Regions from separate parts of the Triticum aestivum genome. Here region 2 is linked to region 1. The links are chromatin contacts, called in public Hi-C maps. All regions are on one chromosome and are shown on one strand. Each heading gives the region's core, a stretch centred on a gene start, on an enhancer-like site or on the middle of the called end of the contact. The rest is flanking DNA. Distances are from core to core; before and after follow the strand shown. Region 1 has its middle 170 kb from the start of LOC123113676. Region 2 holds the start of LOC123113679 (U3 small nucleolar RNA-associated protein 18 homolog).

Region 1 (2,700 bases), core at 134-2,633:
GATTAGCATTTTTAACTAATTATTTTATGTCTAATTATTTCCATACACATTGGTATATATCTAATACTCCCTCGTAAAGAAGTGTAAGTGCATTTAGATCACAACTTTAGTGATCTAAACACTCTTATATTTCTTTACAGAGGGAGTACATTTTTTATAGACATGTTTATTTTTTTCAAATTCTAGATTAACATTTTTTAATACATATCGAACATTTTTAATGGATATAAACATTTTTTAGACACACCGTGTAATTTTTGTATACACCAGGACCATTTTTAATACACATTTAACATTTTTAAAATGCATGATAAATATTTTCTCATACACATTGTATTTGTTTTGTATATATTTTTGGTATACACGTCAAATATCTTTGTATACACATTTAAGATTTTCAAATGCATGATTAGCATTTTTCAAATATTTTCTTAAAATTTATGAAATACATGATCAACTCTTTAAATGTATATTGTATATTTATTGTTTACATTTTTCGTATACATGAGAAATGTTTTCTCTGTACACATTTAAAAAAATTAATGCTTGGTTAACTCTTTAAATGCTCGGCGCGCTGGGCCAGCCCATTTAGATCAAGTATAATAAGCTTATGTAAGCAGACTGTAAGGGTTAAAACATTATTTTTTTTGCTGACATTGAGAGGAGAGGAGAGGAGAGAGAAGAGCAGCCGACTACAGAATAAGAGCCAGCTGTAGCACGTGCTCCTAGGCATTATTTGAGAGTGAAAGGTGGGTCATTTATTAATGAAGTAGCACATCTTTGTATCTTACTATTATATTTGAAGGCTACAAAGATTGGCTATAGATTACATGACAATGTCATATGGCCATCAGTTGGTTGTACTATTAACCATGCTCTTAGGCAGGTGTCTGACGCGAGCGCAACCTACATCCCGCTACAACCAACCTATGTCGGACTGCCGGGTCGTGGTAGATGGCATTCATAAGAACACGAAGGCACACATGCTAGCACACATTTAGAGAGATTAGATCTACTATTAGCCAGTTCGAAGGAAGAGGCACAAATAAATATTGTTGATTAATAAAGTGTGTTTAGACTTAAAAAAAAGCAAGACATAGGTCTGCCCGATATTTCATGGCCCTGCTGCCGGCCTATCTTGCAATCTCGTTTTGCTCGCCCCATGGCCCGATATCAATCCATATTGTTTCTTATCCTTAACCGGGTAGAGAGGCCCACGAAAGTTGCGATCGGAAAAAGGAATACACGTCCAAGATTGAAAAAAAAACACTAGGTCGTGGTGGGCACGTCGCTCTCCAGTGTGAGTCCAGCCAGAAGAGCAAGCAGCGACGCGGCACAATGCCGTGCAGTGTCGTCTCGCAATCACAACCCCACGGTGTCGGTCGCCGTCATCCAGTCACGCGCCGCGCATGCAATGCCGGAGCCCTGGCTTCCCCGACCGTCCCTCTCCGAGACATCGAACTCGCAATTGACGTCACGGCGGACGTAAATTTGCCCGTTGGCCTCCATGTACAGCACTGTCACTTCACCTGTGTAGGTGTAGCTCAAGTTCCTTTCCTGTCTGCGATCACAGGGCAACGACGTGGACGCTCGCACCGCATGTGTAGTCCGCCTGATCACGCGATGCTCATTTTGTTGATGATATTCAGAGGAAGTTCAAGATGGACATAGCAGGCAGGCAGAAAGACTCTGAGGGGAACCACCACGGGTCGGCCCTCGGCCGGGGCGTGCAGCATGCGCATCATTTGGAGGTTCTCCGGCCCAATGGGAGCGAGGGACGCAAAGCACTCACTCATGCTGCGTGCACATGTCCCTTTTAACCTTTGCTTCTTGGGTGCAAGTGAGAGATCATTCGGAGGTGCGCCGTGGTGCAACCCCTTTCAGCACGCATGCAGCAAGGTTACCTCAACAAGCAAGTTTGCTTCAGCTTTATTCCATTGCATTTGCATGTTTCACGGATGTTCTGAGCCGTAAGTACCGGTCTTTGTGCATGGCGCCGTTCATAATGCTAAAAATGGTTACTTAGCAAAATGATGCAAGAGACTGCCCGCGGATCGATCGTCTCTCCTCCCCTACCTGCCTACTTAGGAGTAGATTTCAAGTTGTAGCTAGATGCTTATTATTGTACTACGAAAAACACAGAATTAGGTAGCCGTGTCAATCTTGAGATAAGATTGGGGAAAGAAAGGGAGGCACTCGCAGCCAGCTCGCTCAGACACGACCGAGAAAAGGGAGGGACGACACAAATGATGAAGTTGGACACAAGCAAACCCTGTTCACCTCTCAACCACCACCCAAATCCCTACTCCATCAACCACTAATTAAGCACCACACTTGGTTTCTTAATCTGTCCAAACACATGGCACCAAAGCCATTGCTTTCTTACGGTGCCAAGATATTGCACCTAGCCAGCCTTTTTTTAGTGGATAAATATTGCACCTAGCTAAAGTGAAGGTTTCAGGTAGTACATTGAGTGGTGAGTAGTGAGGCTAGTACTTACTGGGTCCAACCTTTTGGGCCCCTTTGTCCCTCTCTACCATACGGAGTGGTTATTTATTGTGACACTGAAGTATGAAATGAGCCCTTCGAATGCATGGCGTTCGGCGTTCCACGCAAGGCCGAGGATATGCATCAGGACGGCATTGGCGTACATCCAGATGAAGATGTCTATCATGGCGTGCATGTTGGAGGAGTTTCTGG
Region 2 (2,700 bases), core at 57-2,556, 320 kb after region 1:
CTTACTAACAGCAGCTTTCACCAGATCAAATGAGTAGAAGAACTTCCTCCTGCCGGAAAGGATCACCTCAGAGCCATCAGGTAGAAAGGCCGCCTTCTGAATTGGACAGTCCTCGACAAATATGCTCTGGATCTTGGGGTTTCTCTTGCCGTCAATCTGGAAAAACCTCAGATGCTTGTCCAGGCCTGCAACAAGCATCAACTGACCATTCCTATGAAACTGCACTGAATTGATAGGACCACTGGAAGGATCCTGAGCATTCACATCAACAAGCCTTGAGTAGTCCAACATGCCAGGCAGGAGCTTAGCAGTGCCCTTGACGACAAGTTCATCATTGCTCCGAAGCATATTGTCGACTCCACCTTCTTCCTCATTGGAGTCACCGTCACGGAGAGGAGCCTTACGGTCCATATCCGCCCAGCCAGTGAAGGGGTTAAGCTTGGCGTGGTGACCGCGCAGCCGAGCCTCATACTCCTTGCCCGAGATCACGCGCTCATCAGCCTCCTTCCTCAGCTTCCTCAGCCTGGCAACCTTCAGGATGTCCACCTCGGTGCTATCCTCCTCCTCATCCACCCAGGCGGGCTTCCTCCCCTTATCAACCACCTCATCCTCACTGCCCAGATCCTCCTCATAAACAGGCAGGTCGTCGCCGGCAGACCGGTCCACGAAGAACAAGGGAGCATCATCATCCTGGTCACGAGCCGGCACGGCAGCCCCGGCCTCGGTGCCGAACTCCAGCGGTGTGTAGATGTTGCCAAACAGAGAGCTCTCCAGCCGCCTCATCTCATCGGCCTCCTGGCCCTGCCTGGCCTGCAGCGCCTTCTTCTTCCTCTTCCGGTCCTTCCTGCGATCCTCCGGCCTGGGCTTCTTCCCGGCCTCTGCATCCGAAGCGACGGGGGAATCCATGGTCTCTTCATCGCTGCTGCTGTCGTCGTCCTTCTCCAGGCGGCGCTTCTGGAGCGCGTTCTGGGATATCAGGCTCGTCATGGCGCAGCGAATCCTGCGGCGAACACCGGCGGATTAGACGGTGCTACCAATCCCAGCCACAAATGTGCAGTTTAGAATCAGGGGGCGGATCCGCGAGCTGTGAAGGACAGCGGGGTTGCACAAATCGCTGGAAGGAAACAGGACAGCGAGCTTCGTACCTCGGAAGTCAGCGGCCAAGGACTGCGGACGGTGTGGCGACGGCGACGGCGGCGGTGCGGGAGAGGCCGTGGTGATTGGGGAGGGGAGTGGGGGTTTGGGGTGTCGACGGTGACGGCGGCGGCGGTACAGCGGGGGGTTTGGAGAGATTTTAGGGCTATCGACTGCGACCTGGCAGGCCGCTTGCCCAGATTCGGCCACAAACAAGCCCGCCACCTGCCCACCGCAGCCCAGCCCATCAGGGCCTAAAAAAAACTAGTATCCTAAAAAAAAGAATAAATGAGCACTACTCCATAGGGAGGACAAAAAAGAAGGAACTGTCACCTTGCGCTCTCACCGCCTCTCCCAGCGCCGCCGCCCGCCCGCCGCCTCTCCCGCCGGCCACCGCGTCGATCCCGCCGTCCGCCACCCGTGCCTGCCTCCACCGCGCCCTTTCCCGAACCTTCACCGGCGTTCGCCAACCTCCGCCGAGCGCCTTGGCCCTGCCCTAGCCCTTCCCGAATCCGGACGACTGACGGCGGCGCTCCGGTCAGGCGCCGGGAGAGATGGTGAGTCCCCTATCATCTGTTGCTTCACATCAAGCTTCTCCTCCCCCAATACGGCCGTTCTTCGGAGGACGGGGGAGTTGCGGCGTTATATGATCCAGTGCCCAAGTGCTAGATCGCACTTCATCAAATTCCACAGATAATTATCCCGTCAAGATCATCGTTCCTTTTGCAATTGTACTATTGTTTCGTTGTTATGTGCAAATTTTCTGTTGGAAGTTGGAACTTTGGAGTATTTGGGACATGTTTTCTTCACTGACATCTTGTAGATTGTAGTGCTGTACTGCTGTACAGTACTTGTTTAGGATGTGATTGGTTTGTTTTTAAGACAGTAAAGTTAGCACTAGGGTTTCAATGTACAAAAGACATGCCTTTCTTGCTATGGATTAGTTTCCCTTTCAGTTGGGTATGTTTCCCTGAACCCGGGGATTAGCCCAGTTTGTTCCTTTGTAAGGTTTGTTTACATGGCTTGTATACGGGCATGGAGCACTATGAGTAAAGCAGATAATTCCCTGACCTCCCTTTGCTCTGGTTGAAGGGGTTAGTACCCCGTTCTTGTCGAGCGCAGCTACAACAACCTTTGAATCCAATCTGCTTGGGCGAAATCCCCAAGAATATTGCAAGGAGTTACATTGTTATTATTTTCAATGACTAGGAACTCTGCTGGTATTTACAAATGTTCTCTGTAATTCAATGGGTGGTTGTGCCATGACCATGACTGTTCTTTTTTTTTTTTTTTGCACTCACAAATTCTTGAAAGGTTTGTTGAGAATACCTCCAGGGACATCAGAGAGGTAGATTGAGAATGACCTTAGATATGCATCTTTCAGATCTCTAAAATATTGTGAAGTCTTGCTGCTGTATCATTGTTTTCACTTCTCATTTGAATCCCATTTTACAGGTTTTACGTACCAGACGGCCGACTGTTGCAATACGTAGTGGTGACGAAGAAGACTTTGATGATGATGGTGATGATGATTACAGTGACAACAACGATTATGATTATATCTGC

Evidence for each region. A called contact is a pair of places that touch in the nucleus more often than the background predicts.
Region 2: a Hi-C map of leaf shows a contact between it and region 1, with 2.5 times the contacts expected there. The contact joins the promoter of LOC123113679 here to the enhancer-like site in region 1. A contact is called at or near these places in 2 of 5 Hi-C or Micro-C datasets (both in leaf).

What each region holds. Positions count from the first base shown.
Region 1 is chr5B:619,248,813-619,251,512 of IWGSC CS RefSeq v2.1, forward strand. No RefSeq gene overlaps it. Among protein-coding and RNA genes, the nearest start is that of LOC123113676, 170 kb to the left of the region's middle. Within about 2 kb of position 1,384, at least 3 of the 8 cell types and tissues checked have an H3K27ac peak or open chromatin away from gene starts, as enhancers often do. A contact at or near this core is called in leaf, where this site is marked.
Region 2 is chr5B:619,572,382-619,575,081 of IWGSC CS RefSeq v2.1, forward strand. LOC123113679 (U3 small nucleolar RNA-associated protein 18 homolog) reads right to left here and starts at 1,307. Exons shown (of 2, transcript XM_044534982.1): 1 at 1,146-1,307; 2 at 1-1,000. The coding sequence starts at 987. LOC123113678 reads left to right here and starts at 1,427. Exons shown (of 7, transcript XM_044534981.1): 1 at 1,427-1,691; 2 at 2,590-2,700. The coding sequence starts at 1,689.